7 separate regions of the Mus musculus genome follow, and regions 1, 2, 3, 4, 5 and 7 are each linked to region 6. Evidence: chromatin contacts called from public HiChIP or PLAC-seq, capture Hi-C and promoter capture Hi-C data. All regions are on one chromosome and are shown on one strand. The core of a region is the stretch at or near the end of the contact, and the rest is flanking DNA. Distances in the headings are between cores, read along the strand shown.

Region 1 (3,365 bases), core at 334-2,833, 430 kb after region 6:
GTTGGCCAAGTTTTCCCTATCTAGGTTTTAGAAAAATACAGACAGAGCTTTGCTTTAGGAAACAGTAAGGAATTTAATAGTTTTTCTTAAGCAAGAATAGAGGAATTATAATGTGGAAGCTTTAGTTTCAACAATTTACTGAGAATTGTAGGACAGAAGTAATTTGTCACTGTTGTAGGTGTGGTGCCAAATAACTAGGAGAACTTCTTGAAAGATTATCTCATGACTGTCAGTTGAAAGTCACAGAATCCTGTGTCATTTGAGGTTTCCTCATAAGTGAACTCCAGCAGAGTATTCTGACTACTTACACTGATGAGTGGCATGCTGAGAATCTAAGGCTCCCACCTGGCTGGCTCTGGAAGTTTTTGGTTTTGTTTTGTTTTGTTTTGTTTTGGTTATTTATTTATTTATTTTTGGTTTTTCAAGACAGGGTTTCTTTTATTTATTTATTTATTTTTGGTTTTTCAAGACAGGGTTTCTCTGTATAGCCCTGGCTGTCCTGGAACTTACTTTGTAGACCAGGCTGGCCTCGAACTCAGAAATCCGCCTGCCTCTGCCTCCTGAGTGCTGGGATTAAAGGCGTGCGCCACCATGCCCGGCTGTATTTTGTTTTTTTAATTGACAGCTTGGTATAATGATAGTTTTCAGAAACAGAGTCCTAATTTTTTATTCTTCTATATATTCAGAAATATCTAAAAATATCAAATATTTTATTGAGTGCTATGTGAGCTGCTCACATTAAAAGTGTATGTTAGCAATAAGGTGCTACCAGTCATTCATATCTAGTCTGCTGCTGTGTTCTAAGCAGCTGCCAAGGATGCATGGTGCACACAATGTTAGAAACCGTTGCTGGCAGGAGTCCTGTCAGGCTAGGATGTGACTACAGGATAGTAAAGGCTTTGTATTTTAAGGAGGAAGTTGATTGGTAGTCTGTTCTGTGTCTGTCTATTTCTTCTCTTTTCCTTTGACACTCGTTATTTTTCTCAGTCATAGCTATAGTAATATAAGCAGATCAGAGCAACCATTCTAAAAGAGTTGTATATTTGTAAAATTCTCTTTTTAGTTGAGAAAATGGAAATTATGTGGTAGATTGACAATGACAGTGGTCTGAACACTCATGTTGTCTTTGTTTTACTAAGTTTTAAATACTTTAGGGGATGCAGATATTTTTAATGACACTGAGTATGGTTTATTACTGTTACCCTGAATATGATCTACTTCCTTCATATCTCTGGAAAGTTGTTAAGGCATGCTTAACTTGCCTTAAGATGTATAATTAAAATAAAATTTTCCTATTAGAATTTCATATTCTGGTAAAAAAAGGCTTTTATAGTCCACAGATAAATTACAGATTCATATTTTATCAATCCCCTTGCCATCTTTACAAGGTTCATCTTTACATATTAAAAATGTATTCATATTTTTGTCAGTGTCTAAATCTGTAATTGTGAATTCCAGTCCCAAAGTCCTCTCTATTTGACAAGCAACTTTTCTTCCTTCTAGGGTGGATTACAGGAAGTTGCTGAGCAGTTAGAGCTGGAGCGCATAGGCCCTCAGCACCAGGCAGGATCTGACTCACTGCTTACAGGAATGGCCTTTTTCAAAATGAGAGAAGTATGAAGACATCAGTGCCTTTTTCTTGGTTGTTAGGTAGAGAACATTAAAGGTCTGATGACAAAAGTTTTGGGCATTAAGAACCTACTAAGTGAAGATATAAATAGAGGTACTATATAAGTTACATCCACCACATTTGAATGAAAATGTTAAATAAGTCCTCCTGAAATGTAACGCAAAAGGAAATAGAATAAACTCTTTATAGAATAAAAAAACATTATTTATTCTACTGAAATATGTTGTTTATAGAATAAAAAATTAGGTGATTGTAGAGATCATGTACATATGAACATGCTGTTTTTTAAGCTAAAAAGGTAATAGTGAGGGAACTCAACTTTCTTAGACCCCATACGAGCCAGGGAGTCGTACCTTCTTTTTCTAGAAACTGGTGGCGAAAATAGATTTGCTCATGTCATTCTTCATTGCTTTAAAGGTTTTATAAAGTAGAACTTAACAGTTTTTACTAAGTCTTAAAGGCTTTTTGAATATATAGGTATTAATTAAATCTGAAGTCTGACATATAGTTGAGTCAAAACTATCAGGAATTCAAGTATAAAATTGTTAGGAGTAGAAGGATGATATGTAGTGGAACTGAGTGTTTTTAGGATAGATAACTAGGTGATAGATGTCGTGGTTACTTCATTGCTGATAATAATAAACAAATTTTAATTGTATACCCACACACACACACACACACACACACATATATACACACACACACACACACACATGTATTCTATTTTTGGTACACTGTGTGTGTGTGTCCTATTTTAGTTTGGTATAAATGGTACAAATATATATATAAAATGTGCCTACAGAAACACATTTTTATGAAATAGTTGCTGTGGAATTATTTTGAGTATATTCTCTTGGTAAAAACATGCTATTGACAGAACGCATTTGACTTGTTTTGCCAGGTAGTATTGATTCAGAAGTTATTTGAATTGTCCACTCACGTAACTAACTTAGTTTCAGTATAGGACCACCTTTTGGATTTTTTTTTTTTTTTTAGTTTTTTTGAGACAGGGTTTCTCTGTTTAGTCTTGGCTGTCCTGGAACTCAGTTTGTAGACCAGGCTGGCCTCGAACTCAGAAATCCACCTGCCTCTGCCTCCTGAGTGCTGGGATTAAAGGCGTGCACCACCACTGCCTAGCTGGATTTTTATTTTAAAATGTCTTATGGCTAGTCAGTGGTGGAATTCTGGCACCAGTTTGTTATCCTTATTTTCCTTTTTATTGTCTTCTTCAAGGACAGTGATGTAGTGAGAGTGTTAAGGTTTACTGTCTATACCATGCTTAGGATTTTGTTAATTTTAGTCAGTTCACCCTTGCACCTAGACTTAAGACAACCTAAGATGGTATAATGTCTCCTCCCCTTCTCGACATTACTTCTCATATTCTGTGAAGTTTGTTATGTTAAAGAAATGAAAATGTCTGCCATGTTTTTTATGCTCATAAGTTCTTATTAAAATGAGGTAAATGTTAACGAAAAATATTTTTGCTTTTTAGAACGTGTCCTTTAGGCCTGTAGTTAAGGGCATCAGTCAGTCTTATTTATTAAATATGCAGCATAGCTTCTCAAAGGAACATCACAGAAAGAGTTAGTAGCAATTACAGTGTTGAGATGTAAACTACAGGTTGTATCATTTGCTTAAGATGATTTTTTTTTCTTTCAAAATTTTCTTTTTAGATGTTCTTTGAAGATCACATTGATGATGCCAAATACTGTGGTCACTTATATGGCCTTGGTTC
Region 2 (3,505 bases), core at 929-3,428, 420 kb before region 6:
GGGTACTGGGGTTCTGGGCATGCACAGCCTCGCCCAGCTCTCAAAAGTTTGTACTTTCAGTTTTTCAGTTTAAGTCATTTATTGGCAAAGGTTTTGCTCACTCACCTAAAAGCAACCAAAGCGATTGAGTCGGCGTTTTCTGACACCCGCAGTGCTTTCACGAGAGAACTGATGGACATTTTCTGTTGTTTCTCAACAGAGCTGGCTAGTGCTTTTGTTTGTTTGTTTTGCTGCACTAAACAGTGTGTTTCAAGGGGCAGCAAGCTGGATCAGCAAGTACAGGGGCGTGTTGATTAGGCCTTACAACCCGAGTTCTAGATTCCTGGGATCTACAGTTTTCTTCTCACCACCACATGTACGCCATGCCAAACCTTTTTTTTTTTTTTTTTTTTTTGAGACAGGGTTTCTCTGTGTAGCCCTGGCTGTCCTGGAACTCACTCTGTGGACCAGGCTGGCCTCGAACTCAGAAATCAGCTTGCCTCTGCCTCCCAAGTGCTGGGATTACAGGCGTGCGCCACCTCTGCCCAGCTACACCATGCCAAACTTACACACACAAACACATGTATGTGCACACGTGAATAAATGCACATTTAAATAAACACAAAAATATTACAACGTCTGGGTCATGGTGGCACACACCATTAATCCCAGTACTTGGGAGGCAGAGGAAGCCGATCTCTGAGTTTGAGCTAGCCTGGTTTACAGAGTGAGTGAGTTCCAGGGCAGCCAGGGCTACACAGAGAAACCCTGTCTCAAAACAAAACAAACACAAACAAACAAACAAACAAAAAACCAAAAGCAACAACAGCAAAATCTAACTGAAAAACAATTTTAAAAAATAAAATACTGGAAATATATACTTGTCATCTACATGAGAAGAAAGTCTTATATAAAGAGTTATCACAAGTAATTACCAAATATAAATAACTCTAGAGAAAAATAGATTAATAGTTCATGATAATACTGAGATTCATCAAAACATAAATAAACTGAGAATAAGCTAGGCTGAGGTCAAAATGCAGGCTAAGCACAGAATGTTAGCATTTAACAAGACAGAAGCATGCCGCACACCTTCAGATTCAAAGGTGAATGGCGTTTTCCTTTAATGTCATGGTTGTTAACATCAGCAAAACCTTTCCCTGGTTTTTCTCCCCCACAGGAGAGATTATTTCATTCAACATTTTCTATGAATTGTTTACCATGTGTACATCAATCATAACTGAAGATGAGAAAGGTAATCTGCAGAGAACATCATACAATGTACTTTTTAGAATAAGTTAGAACATGTGCTAAGTAGGCTTGCTATTTCAATTGTGTGTCTGTTATATATCATTTAGTATATCCTGGTAAATTCTTATAAGTGCATTGAAAATTAGTCTTATTTTAAGATTACTATAATGCTTATTAAACTTTAAATGAGACGTGGAAAATGTGGAAGAAGTGTTCTAGACCAGAAGCATTCTTTGTAAAAGAGATCATGTTAAGTGTCTGAGTGTTTGCTTTAATGTGTTGACTGTGTACCATGCGCATGTCTGGCACTCCAGGAGGCTGCAGAGGGCATCTGATCCCTCCCAACTGCAGCTACAGACACTTACAAACTGCCAAGTGCCTGCTGGGAACTAAACCTGTGCTGTCACTAAGAGCAGCACGTGCCCTTAACCACCGAGGCATGCCTCCAGCCCCTCAGAAACTTTTGTGTTTTCTGCATATCTGCATAGTCCCTTTATCCCCACCTGTATAACTGAGTAGAAGGAAGTGTTCACCAGGGGCCTCTGCTACCCGCGCTGAGGCAGTGTCTTGGTCACTATTCAATCTGTGAAAAGACCATGGCCAAGATAGCTCTTATGAAATAAATATTTAATTGGGACTTGTTTCTGCTTTCAGAGGCTTAGTCCATTATCATCATCATGCTTAGCAGCAGGCAGGAAGCCATGGTGCTGGAGAAACAAACCCCTGAGAGCCTCACTGATCTCTAGGCCGAAGGGAGGGGGGAGAACAGGAACCTGGCCTTGGTGCGGGCTTTTTGAAAACTCAAAGCCCATCCCCAATGACACACTTCCGCCAACAAGGCCACACCTAATACTTCTCAAATAGTGCCACTCCCTGATGACTAAGCATCCAAATACTTGGGCCTGTGGAGGCCATTCTCATCCAAGCCACCTCAGGCAGTGACAGAGGTTTTTCTGGAGTCCCAGAACAAACACTCTCATAGTTTCTTAGTCAGCAAGCACTGTGTGTGAGAGCTTCACTTTCCTAGATTTTCCTGGCTGGACACCAAGACACATGACCCTGGCTATTGACTTACACCTAAGACTTGAGATGTCCATTTGTAGGTGGCAATCAAGGAACTGGGTAAGTCGTATTATGAGGTTATGTCCTGGCAGAATTGCTTTGCAGTTGTTCAAGGAATAACCATTGATTTGTTTCCATATCTGAGTCAGATTTTAGATACTGTGATATCTAACGTGTGCTTGTAACACCAGTTTGAACTTGTTAAGGCTTTTTCCTGGCAGCCAGGGTTCTTAATTATTATACATTGCTTGGTAAAACAGTTTTGAATGTGAATATTCACAGCTGCCTATGTCCATGTATTAAGAATCCATTGTATTTTAACTGTGGATTCATGTCTCTCTCACTTTCTTCTTAAAAGGTCATTTACTACATGGGAGAAACATGGATTTTGGAATATTTCTTGGGTAAGTAAGCAACTTGACCTACTTTTACTACCTTAGAAGAGTAGATGATAGAATTACCTTGATGAAAAGTAAACGCCCCTCATGCGCAGAGGAGAGCCGTGGGTGAGGATGACGGGATTCCTTAGTGTTAGAAAGGCAGGCACCTGGGGCGTCTCAGTCACTTAGGAGGCGTATCGCAAGAGTTGCACGCAGTGGACAGGAATTTGGACCATGCTTGAGGGCGCAGATCCTTATTTTCATTTATTGCTGAAGTCTGCCATCTCGGCCTTTATGAAAACATGATGGCTTTCTAATAGAGATCGTCATCTGAATCTAGGTCTCGCTGTTGATGTGACCAGAATTAGTCAGCTTTTCTGAGCATCAAGTTTTAGCCCCTGGAAAAAGGATGAAGCCACCCTGTTTTTGGATGAAGAAATGTTTATTCTGGCTTACAGTTCATAGGTTTCAGTCCATGGTCAGCTGGCTCTTCTGTTTCTAAGGCTAATAAGGCCTCAGAGCATCGTGTTGGTTGGAGCAGGTATCAGAGGAGGCTGTTTACCTCGTCGAGAGAGGAGTGCAGTAAAGACAGTGTAGCCTCCGAGGGTATACATCCGAGGGTATCCATCCAGGACCCTGCTTCCTTCATACGGGACCCAGCTCCTAAGTTGGCATTATCTCCCAATAATCTCTCAGCTTATTAACCCATCAGTAGATTAATCTAATCACTCCCTAAAGCCTTACCTCTGAACATCAGTTCACTGAGGACTGGGCCTGTAACATTTCAAATCCACCATAGTACACTCAAGGCTCTGTTAAGGTTGATCCTAAGT
Region 3 (3,618 bases), core at 706-3,205, 320 kb after region 6:
CACCAGGACAGGCTGCAAGTTTGCTTCTCCACAGAGGCAGATGAGTCATAAACTCTGGAGTAAACTCACTCCTATCTGCAACATCTGGTAGGAGCACAGAGACACATCACAAGAAACTGAGGTCATCGATGCTTGCTTTCTTGGAATTTTCTCATAAGGGCTCAGGATCCCTCTCCTGTAACTACATTCTTGGACTGTGTCCTGACAGTAGACCTTTCTTTAAAATGTCTTTGGTTGTAAGTCTCTGGGGTGGACTGTGAATGACCAGAATGGCCTCTGATTCTATCCCACCATGCCCCCACTTCCATATGGACAGAATTTTTGCAGTCTCAGCATTTGCGAGTTGATGCTTCTGGTGGCTCTGTATAGCTTCCAGTCCTGGTGTTCCCAGGCCCCTGCTTGCTAAAGTGTCGACCATATCAGCTCTCCCTTATTCCAGGTCTCAACAGCAGCTGACATAAACGTTTCCTCTGTGCCCTGACAAGAGAATGTTACTTATAGCATCTGACCTGACTCTTCCTAAGTGTGTGCTTTCTCGCTGAGAACTTCAAACAGTGCGTTTCCTCAGATGCCTTCTTTCCCCAGTTGACATAACTCTTCAAGGTTACCTCTTTTGGTCCTAGGACTTAAACACTTGCTAGGATGCCAGAGTCATTTGAGCAGATCTCAGACACCACTAATAAGCATCAGAGTTTTATGTCCTACAAAGGAAGCAAAGAGCAATAGCCACTAAATAACATGGGTGTGCTATCCCACTAATGACATAGGTGGATCTCATTTAAAAATATCACATTTGTGGTAAATGCACAATCCAGAAGAAACGGGTGTCACTTTCTTAGCATATATTAAAAGCCACTTACAGCGTATGTGCCCCTGTGTGGCGTGTCCGTAGTCTCTGGAACAGGCGAGCAAGTTGTGATGACTTTGTCCAAGAAATAAGTAGGCTCCCAGGTCTCATCTTCAGATAGGAGCAGCCTCATTGCCGTGGAGATTAAATAGGCTTGAGCTAGCTCACCACTGAGGCACAGCTATTAAACTAGTAGGTTTTCAGGGTGGCGCCAGAATTGAGGGGATTTATTTCATTTGAGGTTGTTCCAGCTACCTAAGCACAGACTGTGAAGTGGGCCCTGAATATGGCTGTCCTCATGTGCTCTGTATACTGAGGAATGAAATTAATTGTCGCGTTGGTTACCCATTTCTGGTATTGTTTAACATACGGGTCATTTTGGTGTTTTTTTTCTCTCTCTCTCATTTATTTATCCTCCATTTCTTTTTGTCTTCTATAGCTTCAAAATTGCTTATGACAGCTCTGGGACCTGTCAGAGTGATTGCCAAACTTTGAAATTTAATTTTCCTGCAGCAGCATCCAAAGTTAACAAAGAGACATGGGAATAATTCCATTAAGTCTCCCCCCATCCGCCAGCAAGTGCTCCTCCTCGCTCTGTTCTACTCTGTTTCTAAAAATACTCTAAAGTGGCATCGACTCTCTCATTTCTGAGGGGAAAATAGTCTATACTGAAGGCTTTCGCCGTAAAATATTACCATAGTTCAGTATTAGAATGAAGTTCAGTTTCACTAGTCCTCAGGGTATAAAAAAATGATTTATATTTCATTTTTACATACTGTTAATTCGTATACCGACCCTAGATATTTTAGCTATACAACTTTAAACAGCTAAATAGTTTCCCTTCTCAAAGAAATGCTATAAAGATAACATATCCTCATTTTTTCCTTCCATAGCTGCTTCATGACAGTGTCCTTAGAGTTAGTTCAGAATAGAATGTTTAGTAAATTAAATAAAATAATAGTCATAGGGAACTGACAAAATATGCTTATTAAATAGTTGTGGGTCAAAGAAGAAGTGAAACCTGCAATATTAGACTTAATTCAGGGGATCAGGGGAGCTGTGTTTCATGGAGCTAAAGAGATGGCTCAGCACTTAAGGGCGTGTACTACCCTTCCCAAGGTCTTGTGGCTCACAGGCTCCTGCAGCCTCAGCACTCTTAAACGCGTTCTCACGACCGGCCAGGAAGAACACAACAAACCAGAATCTTCTGCGGCAAAACTTTATTGCTTACATCTTCAGGAGCAGGAGCGCAAGCCCCCAAGCCCAAAAACGAAAGCCCCCTGCTTACATCTTTAGGAGCCAGAGCGCCAGCGCGCCAGAGCGCAGAGCAAGAGAGAGAAAATGGCGGAAAACCCCGTCCCCTTTTAAGGAGAATTATCCTTCGCCTAGGACGCATCACTCCCTGATTGGCTGCAGCCCATGGCCGAGTAAAGGCAGAGTACATGTAGTGGAAAATTACTCTTGGCACATGCGCAGATTATTTGTTTACCACTTAGAACACAGGATGTCAGCGCCATCTTGTGACGGCGAATGTGGGGGCGGCTCCCAACACAGCACCAGGATATCCAGTGACCTCTTCTTGCCTGCTAAGGCACCTGCACTTCGATGCACAGCCCCCACCCCAGCGCACATAACTGAAAACAAAATAAACCTTGAAATAAAAAGGAGCTGTTTCCGTAAAGAGGTCATTGTACTGCTGTTTCCACACAGCCAGTACAGGTTGTGTTGTCCTTCCTGTGGTGTGTCGTGACACAGACCTACTGCAGTATCCCTGAAACTGTTCTGCATCAAAATGCACAAATACGTGATACTTTCCACACACCCAACATTCGGAGGAGAGTTCCAGTATCGTTAGAAGGATTCACCAGTGAATGGAAGCAGTTCTCAATCTTCATGGTCTCCTTATGAACCTTTTTATATTTCTTACTATGGTCGTTTATGTGAAGGCAAACATCCACGTGCCCTGTCTTCCACTTTACAGACGCGTGGAAAAGCATAGTGTTTCTTTTTGATAGAACTTAGCTCATATTCACACACTGTCGTTATGTAAATGCAAGGCTTTAATGCATGCATGTGCTGACTTATGTGCAAAATGTTGTATAGCTACAATGAAATAAAATACTGACCTGTGTAAAAGTCAAGGAAATATTAGACTTCATTATTAGACTGTAATATTAGACTTCAGTCAGGGGATCAAGGGAGCTGTGTTTCATGGAGCTAAAGAGATGGCTCAGCACTTAAGAGTGTGTACTGCCCTTCCCAAAACACTTACGTAAATGTTTTGTGGCACATTTAAAATCACATTTTCGTAACTGGTATTTTATTATTTGATACACATTATCATGGTCTGCTGCTGAGCCAAGGGGCGTATTTTGGTTTAATTATTGGAGACATTCTCCCGTGTAAGTTTTAGAGTAAATATAAGGTTCCTGGATATTTTGTGATTGGCTCTTTTGATTTTCACCCAACGTCTCTAGGTTGAAAACGTGCGCTTGGTAGACAGAGTGTCTTGTAAAAAGGCAGCGCTGGGAACTTTGTATCTGACGGCCACTCACGTCATATTCGTGGAAAATGCACCTGACACAAGAAAAGAAACCTGGGTATGACATCTGCATCTTTAGCCTTACATGTTTTTCATTGGTTTCAGGATGGGGACCGTGGACTTTTGGGGGCATTTTTGGGAGCGATTTCTGAGATGTATTAGAAAAGGAATTTCCTTCACAGCCCTAAGATGGGATGGATGAATGTGCTAGCAGTGGCTGAAGCTGCTG
Region 4 (3,654 bases), core at 892-3,391, 500 kb after region 6:
GCAGTTCCTTAGTCATCTGTCTACTTAGTAAAATAAAACCCCCTATGGAGCATCTGCTACTTGTGATGGAGGGAACCCTCTGTGCCTTCAAATGCTTCCTTTTGACGGACATGAGCTATTATGCCAGGCTAAGCTTCTTAGCTTAATGTGATAATAAAGAACAAGCTGGCTATTTTGACAGTGAAGGCCTTCTAGGGCATTCCTCTTTTGCAACAAATGATGTTATTATTTCCCAGAGATGAAGGAATCAAACAGTACAAAGTTTCCCAATAGTTACATAACATATACAGTATATATCAGTAAGCAACCTATTTACAGATTAACTGTTAATACAGAAACTTTAATTTCTTTCTTTAACGCTCTTCCTGTACATTGTACATGACTACTTATTACATATTCTTATGCATTGTCAGGAAGATGTCAGTATAGACCACTTTTAAAAATCTTTAAATCAAAAATTAGAATTTTCACCTAATTGGGATTAAAATGTTGTTTCTGAATCTAGTCGACAAGGTAATAATAGCAAATTTTAAAACTATATGAAATGGGAAGATAGGTTCAATTATCTTGAAAGTGATGTCAAAATTATTTTGGTGTTATCATCTTGACACCATTTCTCATAGGACCGACATTTGGAGCTGAGATGGCTTCAGAGAAGGTTTTGCACTTCATGCACGAAGCTTTGAAACTACTCAAGTTGCAAAGCTTTAAGGAAACAGACCCTATTTCCTCCTTGTCCCACCCTAGGCTAGTACTTGGTTAGGGCAAAGGTTAGTAAGTTCAGTGGGTAAACATCAGACAAAATATTCACGTATCCCTGGCAGAAGAGTCATCCCCTGTGTGAACATTTCTTCCTGATAACACACATCAGCTTTCACGGAACCTCCTAAGGCAGAAAGTTTACATTAAGCTTCATAACTGTATTCCCTGCTTATGAATAATCAACCTTAAAAAAACAAATCTTCAGTGCTGAAAGTGCCCCACCCACCAATTCAGGAGCTTTATCTTGGACTGGGGCACTTGGTTCTCTGGATGCTATGCACTTCAGATGATGGTTTTCCTGCCCCGCTCTCTATTTTCCCAGCATCTAAACTATAGTCTTCTATATTTCTCACAGGTCTTCGAAAGATACTTTCTAGTGGCTCGCCCTTCCTGCCTCCTTTTGAATTAGAAAGTGGCTAATTATCAACCCTCAAACCACACAGGCGGTTACAACGCTCGTGAGTACTGTTATCATTTTTTAAAAAGTGGGTCTATGGCCATCAGAAAAGAAGCTGGCTCTGCCATCCGAGCGAGGTTAAGGCCAGTGTTTCCCCATCGCATATCTGGCGCAGCTCTGATTCTTGGCCCAGCCTTCAGGGCAGCTTCTCCGGCCTCCAGGGCAGCTTCCCAGCCTCAGTGACCACAGTGGTCCCCTGTTCTGTCCTGCTCGGTGAGAGGGTGTGGCTGGGGTGGCAGTGGTGAGTAAAAGGCAGAAGGGGGTACTCCTGGCCGTGCGTCCTGGGGTGGAGGTGACCCAGTAACCCAAAAGCGGCAAGGGGAGACCAAGGGAGTGACAGAGTGCAGGAGGTCTCCAGGAGGCCGGCTGACCTCCGCTTGGGGTGGTGGTGGTGGGGAGAGAGGTTTGGGGCGGCAGGCAAGCAGGTATTGGGAAGCGCCCAGGGCGCGCGGCGGGGTGGGGAGAACCCAGCGGATGCACAGAGTGGAAGCAATCGCAGAGCGGGGCTGTAGTCCCGGGACCGCGAGGGGACAGCGTGTGGGGTTCGGGACGCGGGCACCCACTCACCTATGCACAGCTGGATGGCGTAGGCGTAGTAGGACCAGCCCAGCAGCAAGCTGATGAACACCACCGGGATCCAGTAGAGCACCCGCCGGCACCGCCGCCTCACGCCGCCCGAGCCCGAGGGCGCCATCTTCCAGCCGCAGACACCTGCCCAGCTCTGCCGCCGCCGCCGCCCGTGGGCCTGGCTCGGGGCCGGGCTCGGGGCTCCCGGAGCACCCGACGGGACAGGCCCGGGGGCGGCGGCTGGCTGTGCTGCGGCCACCGCGGCCGCCGTGGCGCTAGCTCCCCATCCCGCGGCAGCGAGCGGGCGCCGCGGACTCCCGCTGCTCTGCCGGGCTGAGGCGGCGGCTCAGAGTAGGAGGACGAAGGCGACGAGGCGGCGGGAAGCTCCGCTCCGCCCCCGCCTGGTCCCCGCCCGGTCCCCGCCTCGCTGCCTCCCACTGCGCGGCGGGCTGCGCCCTCGGGCGGGTGCAGGGATCCGGACGCGGACTCCCACGGCGCCCTCGGACTCTCGGCTACCCGTGCGCCCTTGCCCTGGGCCACCGCAGGGGCGCTCGAGGTGGCGACCCGGTGCCCACCTTGGCCCTCCCGCCCCTGCACTTGGCCCTGGATCGCGGGACTGTGATGAGAATTGACACTCGCTTTGGGTCACCCTCCCCAGCCGCAAGCCACTCCCAGGGCGCGGATCGGAGGGGGACGAGCTGCAAGGTGTCGCTTGTAGGAGGACGAGCGTCAGCCCCTCTTCGCCCCGCCCCCGGGACCAGCCAGTTGCTATCCCACTCCTCACCGGCCAGGCCCAGGGAGGATTGCGCCAAGTCCTTAGGCGCCCAGGCCCTCACCCTTGCATCTGTCAGGAAAATTCTCGCTTTAACTTGTGGGTGCCAGTAAACTGGCTGAGAGTAGCCAAAGTGCGGTCAGTTTCCAGAACAGACCAGCGAAATGATGGTGTTTGGGCATGAGAACGCCTACCTAGGTGCCCAGATCGCCATGAAGAGGGTTGCCAGAGGCCCTAGCCAGAGGGAGCAAGTTGAATTTTACGTTGTGAATCCATTGACAGTAACTAGAGTTAGGGCTGGCAGATCTTTGCTGAGAGAAGATTCTCTCTTTTTGTGTTAAACTGTCTTGTGATTCTAAGAGTAAAGTTTACCGTCCCCATCTCCCAAGAGCCAAGCGATTCCTTCTCTGCGTTCTTTCCCATCCTATCCAGCCTGACAGTGATTTTGGTTGTGATAGCGATTCTAAATTTAGCATATAGTAGAGTTTAAAGCGGTTGTCAAAACCACTGGAACGTGATTCTAATGGTAGTTAGAACAAACATCCCACAGTTAATTGTTGGTGAATGGGAAAGGAACGTGTTTCTGAGATTACTCCTCCCATTATATAAACAATTAGTATGTGTAACAGGTACCAGATATCATTAATGAATACTATATTTACTCCACACAACCAGATTGGGTAGAATTACTTGATAAACGTGATAAGAATGCTGAAGTATAGAAACCCAGCTCCAATTATGTCCTCCTGGCTTTTCAATTATCTTCCCAAGACTGGATTAAATATCAAGCCAATGTTCCTGAAACAGCTACTGCATCAACGCAGAAACAACCTCGCTCACCGGCACCCCCAGAGCTCCCTGGGACTAAACCACCAATCAGAGAAAACAGGAGGTGGGACTCATGCGTATATAGCAGAGGATGGCCTATTCGGTCATCAATGGGAGGAGAGGCCCTTAGTCCTGTGAAGGTTCTATGCCCCAGTATAGGGGATTGCCAGGGCCAGGAAGCGGAAATGAGTGGGTTGGGGAGCAAGGGGAGGGAATAGGGCATTTTCGGAGGGGAAACTAAGAAAGGGGATAGCATTTGAAATGTAAA
Region 5 (3,290 bases), core at 312-2,811, 290 kb after region 6:
TCTCTTTACCTATGTATAGATGTTTTCAAATCTGTACTATAATATTTGTGTGTAAAAATTGCTGATCCAGTACACTATTTATCAGCCTACCAGAAGACAGAATACTGAAAACACATTATTCCAGGATGTCTGTCTGATTCAGAATATTCCCTCCAAACAGATGTAAGCTCATTATATCATAAAATTTAATTTGGAGATGAGGTCATATAGACAGGAAATGATGTTTTCAGTCTATAAATAAGGATACTGGAGCTGGTTTGAATCGAGACCAGAAAGTACTACTGACTAAAGCGGGACTTTCTTTGACTACCCCTGATGTTCTTTACAAAAGGGAAAATTACACTTTGACTTATTCTTGTCATTTACAAGTGATGTTTTATAGCTTGTTCCAATCTACCCTCTCGGGTGGTAGGAGTATGAATATGGTCCAAAACGTGCAAAGGGGATGTGACAATTTTAAAATGAATTCGACATTAATGAAAACATATTTTGAAGGTTGCAATATGCCGGTATTGAACAGGAGATTAAAAAAAAAAACAAAATCAAAAACAATGTGTAAGGTCAAAGAATTTACAACAATGTCATAAACAAGGGCCAGGAAAACAACGAAACAAATACTACTCCAAGAACTGTTCTATGAAACTTCAGTATGGCAGAGGGTGTTTTTAGTCTCTGGATTCCCTTGGTGCCTTAAAGGGACCTCATAGTGGATACTTTGTGTCTCTAGCTGTCGTTTAGTTACAGCTAGGAAAAGACAGCCGATATGTACCTAACACAGGATCTGGGGTTTTCACATCTCTATCAAGATTCCATCAGTGAAGTCACATGGTTATGTGAGATGTCTGACTTGACAGCAACCTTAGTACTAGGGCACAAACAACATTGGTATTACTCTCACTTTCACCCCAAAGACTCTGCTGACTGAGCCTGTGCCAGAATACATCCAGAACCCAGTAGACTATGCATACTGCATCAGGGTGCAGTCATTTTTTCCCCCTACCACATTCTGAAGTTCCACCTATCTTCGGATGCTCTGGAAGGCAGCCAATGAGGGTATAAAGCTTCACAGATTCATTCGCATCTCTCCAAGAAACCACACCCAACACAAGGCCCTCTTTGTGCCTTAGGAAACAGTGGTGCCACAGTATTACCGTTTTATGCTGCCTGACTCTCTTTGGGTTTTGATTTTTCTTTTTTTAAAAAAAGAAAATATGGGGGGTATCTTTATGTCTCTTTTACTGTTCCAAGCTGCTGGACCCAAATGATCTTCCTGCCTCAGCCTCCTGAGTGGCTGGGATTACAGGCAAGCGCCACCGCAGCCAGCTTGAAGATCCCCATCTGGAAAAATACCTAGTGACTTGGGCAGTGAGAGCCTCCACCAGAGAGAGGGAGCGGAAAGGAGAGCAAAGTCCAAGGGTGAGACCCGCAGGTGCGAGCAGGCGCAGAGCCGCGATCTCAGGCCCGCGCAGGCGCCCAGCACCACCGGCGCACCTGGAGGAGGAGCCAAGGCCGGGACCCGCCCACGCCCGCGGCCGCCGAAGCCCCCTCCCCGCCCTTCCCATTGCGCCGCACGCGCGCGCGCAGGTGCGTGAGGCCGCGCCCGCCGGGGACCCTGCAGACGCGGGCCCGCCATGGAGCACATCCGCACGCCCAAGGTTGGTGGCCCGGGCGGAGGAGGCAGAGAAGGAGGAGGGATGCTAAGCGCACGGGGCTGCCCGGCCGGGAGCTGGACCGCGAACGAGGGAGGAGCTGGCGGCGCCCTAGCATCTCCCAGAGCACTGCGAGGCCGGTCTTTCTCTTGCTAGCTCACAGGCCTAGCTGGCGCTAATCTCTTGTCCTTGGGGGTGAGGTGGTGCGCAGTGGACGCAGGGGTGGGCAGGAGGGAATGGACCCCATTTGTCTGTTGAGTAACAGGGTGCTGATAAACGGTTTTTCTTTAAATATTTTCATTTAAAGAAGGTGCTGGTAGCTCTGAGCAGTTGAAAAGGAAGCAAGCTCTTGAATAGCAGGTGCAAAGAAAGTGCGTTATAGACAGATGGTTTGAATGAACTTGGAAGCTTGTTGAAGCTAAGGATTGGACTCACCCGAAGCATCCTTTCCCATTTTGGAGCTGCTAGGGACCTGCAGCTGAGCCTAGGATACATATTTGCCATGACTGAATGATGGCGTATTCTTCTCTTTCCCGTTTGTTTGGCCCCTTGGGAAGAAGATGCTGCGTATAGATTTCACCCGTGAGTGTGTGTTAAAACACACCGGCGTTTGCCGCTCAACAGAAATGATTATTTCCAGATTATACAGTTAATTAAGACTGGAAGCCTTAGCCATAGTACCAAACCTTGCCACTCTTTGTTGCAATATAATTTAGAATTAAAATAATGATAGAGATTCTTGTCTGATTTTAAAAACCTCTGGGAAGGAAGACCTTTTTAAAAATCCCGTTGTTTCTCTCTTAGTTACCACCACACAGTCTTTTCAGAATCATCTTATATTTAAAATCTAGGTCCCAGACAGACTTGGACTAAAATTATATCCGAGTGCACAGAAGTCATGTGATCCCAGGGCTATTATCATTTCATGGGAACGTATATTTAATTACTTTGCTCCTTATCCAGCAAGAATTTATCCCTACATTCAGAGATGGTTGCCCATACCTCTTAGTAAAAGCCTCATTAATATTGTGTTCATGGAAGAATTAGTCTTCTAGCCTGCTGGAGACCGTCAGTTCCAGCGGTGAGTTTCAGTTGTGTTGACGTTGCCCCATGGAATGAAACTGTTACTTTACAATCAGGAAGTTGTAAACTTAGGAGACAGTGCCATAAACCACAAGATCCGTGGCTCAGGGCTCTCAGGTCTTAAGTGGTACTAAATAATTTATTCAAGAGTGATGAGTTTAACCCATGATTCTCTTTGTCTTTTGCCAAGGGCATTCCTCTTTCATGATGAAGGGGCCCTTTGTACAGGTGGTGTCTTATGTGGATGTCGGCAGCGGGGATGAGAGGGTATTTATCCTGGCACTGGATGGCATTGTCTTATTTGGTGTCAACTTGGGAGAGCGATATCACTTTCTGGACTTTACTCTGTTTCACCTCAGACAAAGCCATATCTCTATATTTTTTTGTTTTGTTTTGAGGCAGGGTTTCTCTGTATAGCCCTGGCTGTCCTGGAACTCACTCTGTAGACCAGGCTGGCCTCGAACTCAGAAATCCGCCTGCCTCTGCCTCCCAAGTGCTGGCATTAAAGGTGTGTGCCACCACTGCCCGGCAAAGCCATATATTTAAACCTGAATAACA
Region 6 (3,288 bases), core at 126-2,625:
TCTAAGGAGCACATTTGTGGCAGTAACTGAGGAATTTTAAGGAAGCCTTGAGATCGGTCGCCAGATGTACTATGCAAACAGCAACGATTAAATAAATGATGCAGGAAATAAAATAATTAATTAAATTAAAATAATTAGCAGTGATATGTACTTAAAAAAATGTATAGTGTATAAAAACCACACACACAAACACACACACACACGTAATAAAGCCTAATCCTACGGTTATCTGTCTACAATACAGGATGGACCTAGGGCAGGTACACATCTCAAATAAACATTTTTTAAAGTGATGTAGTGGTTGGTGAAGTGGCTCCTTTTCATTACCATAGCGCAAGGAGGAAGCTCACCCCTGCACGGTGCCTTTTGATTTTCATAAGTCTGCTGTAGCATACACACTCCCAAACACACACACACACACACACACACACACACACACACACACACACACACACACACACACACACACTAAATGCAATTTAAAAAATTAAATGATGCAAGGCCCTCCTATGTGCTACAAAAAAAAAAAGTAGGCTTTGTTTCCATCCATCCTCTTATTTATACGGAAAATATAACTGCGGTCTAGTTTTTTTTTTTTTTTTTTTAAATTGGTTTAGTGCAGCATTTTGTTGTTGTTGTTGTTAAAAGACCTAGGCAAATCTAGCAGGATTTTAGTTCAGATTGGTATACAACAACAGCAACGACAACAACAACAACAAGCAAACAAAACAAGACTGTAATGGGGAAGGAAGACACACAGGGAATTTTCCACAAGAATCTCTTTGCTTAGGTGGCACCGGCTACAATAGTCCAGGGCGAGGATCGGTCGTATAAAGGTGGAAGCGAGCCACTGCGGGCGCGCCATCAGACCGACACGTTGACACAGGGGGCTGGACCAGGCTCCGTCTGGGGAAGATGGGGTAGATCGGTTCGATCGCCTGTGGCTTTCTGATAAGGCTAGAGAAGTCCTGATAGGCTCTTTCGGTCAGTGCAACCGCCGCCTTCACAGGAGTTCTTCAGGGCGATGGGGGAAAGGAAAAGAAGAAAGGGGACCCTTCTAGGACGAGCCAGGTACACCGGAAGGTGACCAGCGCTGGGGACGATCCCTATGGCCAAAAGTTAGAGGAGTTGCTGAGAGAATCTCGGACTGGGCGAAGGCGGTCAGAAGCCAGAGTCACTCACCATCTTCCAGCGCTTCGTGTAGCAACAGAAGTCCGAGCAGCAGCCAAAACTTCATCTTCAGGGCTGGTGACCTGCAGAATAGTTCAGGACTGCAGACGGCGCGACAGGCTGTCCAGGGCAGGGCAGGGGCGCAGAGGGGAGGCGGCGCCTGGGACACCACAGCTGGAGGATTCGGTTTCACTGGGGGAAACACAATTTGGGGGAAAAAAAAGAAGATTAAAAAAAATTTTTTTCCCCTGTGTAATGTGATCTCTTCTGCCCCCTGGTGGAGTGGTGACGGATAGAGCTATTACCAAGCACTGGGAAGACAAATGACTAGGAAGGCCTAAGGTGACCTAGATGATGGAATCAGGAATCAGTCCACCTTCTCTGGTAGGGTCTTGCTTCTTAGCAAAAAAGTGCGTCTTAAGTTTCTCTTGGTCCCCAGGTGTTCTCTTACTTGCACTAAAAAAAAAAAAAAAAAAAAAAATGGGTTTGCTATCGCATTAAAAAATATTGTTGGTTGTGGCTGCTCCTTTTAGGCCTGGTCAGAGACAGGGTAAGAGCGCATCTAGTCCTGGACCTGATGAACCTGCGCATCTTATGCAGGTGAAGGAGCTGTCATAGTGGGGAGGGACGGGGCTGCCTGTCTGCAGTCAGAGGGGCTCACAGCAACTGCTTGTATGAGCTTAACAAATGGAGAACCAGAGAGAAGAGAGGAGACGGGAGGATAAGCAGATAGCGGGAACAGTATGGGGAAAGAACTGGACTTCCGGTTGCGGTAGAGCGGGCTGTCAGTGTGGACCTAAGTCTAGAAAGGCCTTTTAAGAACCCCTCCGAGTACGCTGGGAGGAAATATGCGCCCAATGGAGGAGAAGAGCATTATTAGCAGTCCTGGGCCATCAAAAGTCAGAGTGAAATGTTAGTCCTTCTCTTATATGGTTTTTATTTTTTTGCCCATGGATTGTTTTCTAAATAGTATTTTAATTATACATCTTAGTGTTTTCTATGACTAAGATTCTCATTGCTCCTTTTGGTCTTACTTAGTTAAAAAAAAATCCCTTCAAACTAGTGCACACTATTAAGAATTTGCTTAGAAAAATAAACTTAAAAAAAAAACTAAATATTGGGCATTCCTTGCTTGTTCCCTAAATAAAGACATTTAACTTCTCAAAATAATCTTCCATCTAAATAGAATCAAGACGGATTACAAAATTATTATTTTTTTAAAGTCAGACATTTCTTATTTGTTTGAGGTCTCTCTACTTTGCCCTTGCTGTCCTTGAACACACCATAGAGAGGCCTCTAACTCACAGAGATCCACCTGCCTCTGCACCCTGCAAGTACTGGAACTAAAGGTGGGTGCCCCCGTGCTTGTCAAAACAGGAGCAATGAGAATCTTAGTCATAGAAAACACTAAGATGTCTACTTAAAATAACTACTGCTAATGCCGCTTCTACTCCATTGGGCGCATATTTCTGCCAGCGTACTCTGAGGGGTTCTTAGAAGCAATGTCAAAATCTTTGCTATTCCCCAAGTCAGTCATCAAAGGTAACATAGGGTAAGACAAGGACCCCAGCTACATAATTTCCATGAGGCAAAAAGAAATGACCTTTTCAATGCCAGGAAGCATCAGGTGATAAAGACGTACCATTATCGGCTGCATACTTGCAGCAAAAGCCATCCAATGACAGGGGAACTAAAAAGCAGGAACTTCTGGTCTAAGATTGCCTGCCGCTGCCTCTCCTACCTCTGCTGCAGAGTTTCAGTGATTCATGTTTTCCTGTGTATCCAAAGAGTGCCTCTTACGAGTTGTTTATATACATACCCTCATGTCAATGTAAGCCACTTCAGAAACATTTGTCGTGCAAGCCTGACTTTTCTTGGGCTGTGAAACTCTTGGTGCTTACACATGAGCAGTTTGGGGAAGACTCTGGCATCTTGGAGAATCACTGATTAGAGAATAATAGAACCCCGAACCATGACAGTTTCTCTTTGATTTGGAACAACAGGTAGCCTTGAGTTTGCCTGGATGGCCTTTGTCTTCCAGTTGGCTGCTCCTGTCTTAAGTGCATCGAAAAGAAATCTGAAAGTTTTGACATAGTGTCTATAAGCTACTACTAGAAA
Region 7 (3,390 bases), core at 339-2,838, 290 kb before region 6:
TTGTAGCGAATGCGGCAGTTCTTGTTGTTAGTTACTATTGTGTCCTCTGCAGACGCCTGTGACAGTAGAGCTTGTCAATTTTTTTTTTTTTTTGAGTGTGGAGAAAGCAATAAAGATACAAGAAAGATACATTCAAAATACTAACCTCACCACAGTGGTCATTGTCACATTAGCTTTAAAATTCCACGCTTTCCTTTTAATATCAGCGGTTTGAATTCTCTACTATTTCAAATGCCATAACTTCATCCCTCCTGTGTGTGTAGATCACTTCAGCCTAAATGTCATTGCCTTATTATTGTTAATTTTTTAAGCCATTGGGACTAACTTTTCTATAAGAACTTCCAAATTTTCTAAGTCAATCGTCAGAAAGTGTTTAATGGGAAGGTCAAATACAGGCAAAGCTCTCTGCTCAGTGACTCACCTAGGACAGAAGGGAAACACTCTACTTTTTACCGGAATCTGAGTTAAGAAATAGGGGCAACAGAACAGATGGCAAACAACTGCTTGCGTTACATCAAAATCGACGAGAAGCGATCACCTGGTTTCCAGTCTGAGATGGTTACACAAGATTAGTGGAACTGAAAAAGTTACCTTTTACACAATAAAAGCGGCTCCAGAGGCTTTAAAAGCAAAAAGAACAGCTAGTAAGAGCATGGCTAATGCTTACAGGAAGGGGCACAATCTTACATATCAGAGAACGCTGTTACTAATGGACAGTCCCAGATTCATGCACACATGTGCTGCCCTGATGGGAATTTAGGGTGGTATCAAAAAAAAAAAAAAAAAAGGTGAAGTTGGGAAGACGACATGGGGAAACTTGGAGGAGAATGGGATGTGGATATGGTCATATTTCATGTTTTCATATCTGAAGTTCTCAAGAATAAAGAAAAATCATAATAAAAAAGGATCAAGTAAACTGATGGGTCCATTGCGTCCGTTATAAGCTTGTGGTGGTGGTGTTTTCATACCTAAGAAAAACGCAGCCTCTGTCCCTGTCTTAGTTGAAATGATACTTTAGTTTCCTCCTTTGCAGCTGGCAGTTTCTTAACTTTACTATCTATCTGTAAGGCAAAGTTTCAGATGGCTTTGACTTTTAGGATGAAGTATAAAATTCTCTGGATGAACACAACTATAAAAGGCTGACATAAAGATATGTAATCCAATAAAATGTCCTGCACGGAGGAGAAATTGAGAATATAAGAGTATTGGGGCCAGTGGTGGTGGCACACCCCTTTAATCCCAGCACTTGGGAGGCAGAGGCAGGCAGATTTCTGAGTTCGAGGCCAGCCTGGACTACAAAGTGAGTTCCAGGACAGCCAGGGCTACACAGAGAAACCCTGTCTCAAAAAACAAAACAAAACAAAACAAAACAAGACAAAAAAAAAAAGTATTGGAGCTTGCCCTCCAGTTGTTTTTTTTTGTTTTTGGTTTTTTGGTTTTTTTTGGTTTTTTTTGTTTGTTTGTTTTTTGTTTTTTATTCCTTCCAGTAAAACTGATTTCCTCATGTTGTTTCTGGATTAGAGCCAGAGTCAACTTTGCCTGCCTCTAATCAAATAATGGGGAAAACCGTTTGTAATTCTGACTTCAGTTAGAAGTTCCTGGGAGGCTCTGTGTGGATGGACTGAGCCTAGCTAAGTCCTGATTCATTTTGACTTGAGGTAAGTTATTATCTGTACTGCTGACTGGACTGTAATAATGGTGACTCTTTCATGACAGCGAATGGCAGACACCAGGACTCAGAAAGTAGCCTTTGGCTTTCGAAAGAGATTGAGATGACTGACAATAAAGCAGAGTTGCTTGCAACTTGGAGGAGAGATTTAGAATTTAATTAGTTTCTAGTCTCCTTGTATTTCAAATGAGTTAGATGGGGATTCACAGTAGAACTTTCCATTTCAGCCTACAGAATTAAAAACAGAGTAGGGTAAGACTGGCCAAGGTGAAATATGGCAAGACATATCTCAGGGTTGTTTGCAGGGAAATAGACATAGAGGCTAGATACCTGCCCAGCTCTAGTGCTTTTAAGACTTATTATAAATGTAAAATATATTTAAAATATAAATAATTATGAATATATATTATCTGGGAACTGAATGAATGATCAAAGGCAGGGTAGAAATCCCTGATGGAGATTATAAAATCAATACAACATTCTCCGATTGGACACAGCTGCACTGACAATCTAGTCTTCATTATTCATGTTAGTAAACCATCCTTATTTGGTACATCTAGTTTATATAACATCATCCTGATCCTTATCATTCACTATGCCTAGTTGTATTTCTTTTATAGTATTTTTGCTTTAGGTATTTTGAATTAGAAATCATTATATTTTCAAATTATTATAAAGGTATGCATTGAAATTACCTTCAAATATCTGCTCTCAGACAGGCTTTCTTATTTGATATAAATCATTTTAAGAAGGTGGGGGTGCAGTTCAGTGGTAGAATGTGACTCTCGTGGGTAGGACTCTTGTCAGTGTACTACTAGGTTTTCATTATCCATTCATCATAGTTGGATATTGGGGCCACTTCCATTTCCTGGCTACCATGAATAGAACAGCAATGACCGTGGTGTACTCATACCGTAACAGCAAACTATAGTCTTTGGGGTATCTGATCCAGAGTGATTCAGCTGGATCTCATGGTAGATCTACTTCTAGCTCTTTGAGGAACCTTTACATAGTGGCTGGACCAGTTATACTCCTACCTGTAACCATACTTTTTGGCTACTTTATTAGGTTCTTTTACCTACCACTCTTCTCTACCCCAACCCCTTCCAACCGCCCAATCCCGGGTAGGCAAAAAAGAAGGCTAGAGGGGAAAGGAGAACAGGTCTCTTTAGACTACTTCCTGATGAGTAGTGGCATCAAGTTCCTTGGAGGAAAACCAATCTTCCATCATCAGGATATCTACAACTAGAAACAGGCAGTCATCCAGCCAACAAGAAAGACGGGCAAACAGCAGCAGCAGAGACCAGTAGCTGCCGCAGCCTCTTGGAGCTAGGGCATTTTTCTAGCCTCGCAAGAGTTCCTGGAATTCCAAACATAAAATATCTTCAGCTGGCAGTATCACACCCATGCCAGACCACAAGACGAATCATAGTTAGCTGCTGTGGACAATCTGAAGCATCCCATACCCCACACCTGGGATTAAAACAAAAACATATTTGCATAACATGAATGGGTTTTTAAAAAAACCAAAATTCTCCCTCTACCCACCAGTGGTGGATAATAGTCCCTCTTTCCCCGTATCCATGCTAGCCGCTGGTTTTCTTCTTCTTTAACTTGGCCATTCTGACTGGGATAAGATGAAACCTCAAAGTAGTTTTAATTAGTCTATCCCTAACGGCCAAGCATGTTGAACATTAAAACAAAAATGTTTCTCTGGATGT

What was found. Promoter capture Hi-C pulls out the DNA fragments that hold promoters and counts their contacts. HiChIP or PLAC-seq counts read pairs in DNA pulled down with a chosen protein or histone mark. Capture Hi-C pulls out chosen DNA fragments and counts their contacts.
Region 1: a contact with region 6 is called in an H3K4me3 HiChIP or PLAC-seq map of bone marrow-derived macrophages, with 3 times the contacts expected there. The contact joins the enhancer-like site here to the promoter of Pdgfrl in region 6. A contact is called at or near these places in 12 of 39 promoter capture datasets (the 3T3-L1 cell line, cranial neural crest, embryonic stem cells and 4 more), 3 of 115 datasets of contacts at active chromatin or transcription factors (bone marrow-derived macrophages, embryonic stem cells and stem cell-derived neural progenitor cells) and 2 of 9 other capture datasets (embryonic stem cells and liver).
Region 2: a FOXA1 HiChIP or PLAC-seq map of pancreatic cancer cells shows a contact between it and region 6. The contact joins the enhancer-like site here to the promoter of Pdgfrl in region 6. A contact is called at or near these places in 4 of 39 promoter capture datasets (the 3T3-L1 cell line, embryonic stem cells and liver) and 1 of 115 datasets of contacts at active chromatin or transcription factors (pancreatic cancer cells).
Region 3: a contact with region 6 is called in a promoter capture Hi-C map of liver. The contact joins the enhancer-like site here to the promoter of Pdgfrl in region 6. A contact is called at or near these places in 16 of 39 promoter capture datasets (the 3T3-L1 cell line, the C10 cell line, the HPC-7 cell line and 8 more), 12 of 484 Hi-C or Micro-C datasets (the AtT-20 cell line, bone marrow-derived macrophages, cortical neurons and 8 more), 14 of 115 datasets of contacts at active chromatin or transcription factors (acute myeloid leukemia, a beta-TC-6 cell line, bone marrow-derived macrophages and 8 more) and 3 of 9 other capture datasets (embryonic stem cells, liver and pancreatic islet).
Region 4: a contact with region 6 is called in a promoter capture Hi-C map of stem cell-derived epiblast-like cells, with 6 times the contacts expected there. The contact joins the promoter of Zdhhc2 here to the promoter of Pdgfrl in region 6. A contact is called at or near these places in 2 of 39 promoter capture datasets (embryonic stem cells and stem cell-derived epiblast-like cells), 4 of 484 Hi-C or Micro-C datasets (all in embryonic stem cells), 4 of 115 datasets of contacts at active chromatin or transcription factors (embryonic stem cells, pancreatic cancer cells and stem cell-derived neural progenitor cells) and 2 of 9 other capture datasets (adipose tissue and embryonic stem cells).
Region 5: a contact with region 6 is called in a promoter capture Hi-C map of liver. The contact joins the promoter of Mtmr7 here to the promoter of Pdgfrl in region 6. A contact is called at or near these places in 14 of 39 promoter capture datasets (3T3-L1-derived adipocytes, the C10 cell line, the HPC-7 cell line and 6 more), 2 of 484 Hi-C or Micro-C datasets (embryonic stem cells and olfactory sensory neurons), 9 of 115 datasets of contacts at active chromatin or transcription factors (a beta-TC-6 cell line, embryonic forebrain, embryonic stem cells and 3 more) and 4 of 9 other capture datasets (adipose tissue, embryonic stem cells, macrophages and 1 more).
Region 7: a contact with region 6 is called in a capture Hi-C map of macrophages, with 2.8 times the contacts expected there. The contact joins the promoter of Fgl1 here to the promoter of Pdgfrl in region 6. A contact is called at or near these places in 17 of 39 promoter capture datasets (the 3T3-L1 cell line, the C10 cell line, the HPC-7 cell line and 11 more), 2 of 484 Hi-C or Micro-C datasets (3T3-L1-derived adipocytes and cortical neurons), 3 of 115 datasets of contacts at active chromatin or transcription factors (bone marrow-derived macrophages and embryonic stem cells) and 3 of 9 other capture datasets (adipose tissue, embryonic stem cells and macrophages).

Annotation. Positions count from the first base shown.
Region 1 is chr8:40,494,054-40,497,418 of GRCm38.p6, reverse strand. Cnot7 (CCR4-NOT transcription complex, subunit 7) reads left to right here. Exons shown (of 7, transcript NM_011135.5): 6 at 1,504-1,614; 7 at 3,304-3,365. Among named protein-coding and RNA genes, the nearest start is that of Cnot7, 16 kb to the left of the region's middle. Within about 2 kb of position 1,583, at least 5 of the 459 cell types and tissues checked have an H3K27ac peak or open chromatin away from gene starts, as enhancers often do. A contact at or near this core is called in bone marrow-derived macrophages, where this site is marked.
Region 2 is chr8:41,347,279-41,350,783 of GRCm38.p6, reverse strand. It overlaps Asah1 (N-acylsphingosine amidohydrolase 1), which reads left to right. Exons shown (of 14, transcript NM_019734.3): 6 at 1,160-1,234; 7 at 2,651-2,696. Among named protein-coding and RNA genes, the nearest start is that of Asah1, 26 kb to the left of the region's middle. Within about 2 kb of position 2,178, at least 56 of the 459 cell types and tissues checked have an H3K27ac peak or open chromatin away from gene starts, as enhancers often do. A contact at or near this core is called in embryonic stem cells and pancreatic cancer cells, where this site is marked.
Region 3 is chr8:40,608,723-40,612,340 of GRCm38.p6, reverse strand. Mtmr7 (myotubularin related protein 7) reads left to right here. Exons shown (of 14, transcript NM_001040699.1): 2 at 3,325-3,447. Among named protein-coding and RNA genes, the nearest start is that of Mtmr7, 24 kb to the left of the region's middle. Within about 2 kb of position 1,955, at least 33 of the 459 cell types and tissues checked have an H3K27ac peak or open chromatin away from gene starts, as enhancers often do. A contact at or near this core is called in bone marrow-derived macrophages, embryonic stem cells and liver, where this site is marked.
Region 4 is chr8:40,422,302-40,425,955 of GRCm38.p6, reverse strand. It overlaps Zdhhc2 (zinc finger, DHHC domain containing 2), which reads right to left and starts at 2,141. Exons shown (of 13, transcript NM_178395.4): 1 at 1,787-2,141. The coding sequence starts at 1,913.
Region 5 is chr8:40,633,063-40,636,352 of GRCm38.p6, reverse strand. It overlaps Mtmr7 (myotubularin related protein 7), which reads left to right and starts at 1,561. Exons shown (of 14, transcript NM_001040699.1): 1 at 1,561-1,655. The coding sequence starts at 1,632.
Region 6 is chr8:40,924,320-40,927,607 of GRCm38.p6, reverse strand. Pdgfrl (platelet-derived growth factor receptor-like) reads right to left here and starts at 1,375. Exons shown (of 6, transcript NM_026840.3): 1 at 1,183-1,375. The coding sequence starts at 1,237.
Region 7 is chr8:41,213,354-41,216,743 of GRCm38.p6, reverse strand. Fgl1 (fibrinogen-like protein 1) reads left to right here and starts at 1,588. Exons shown (of 8, transcript NM_145594.2): 1 at 1,588-1,658.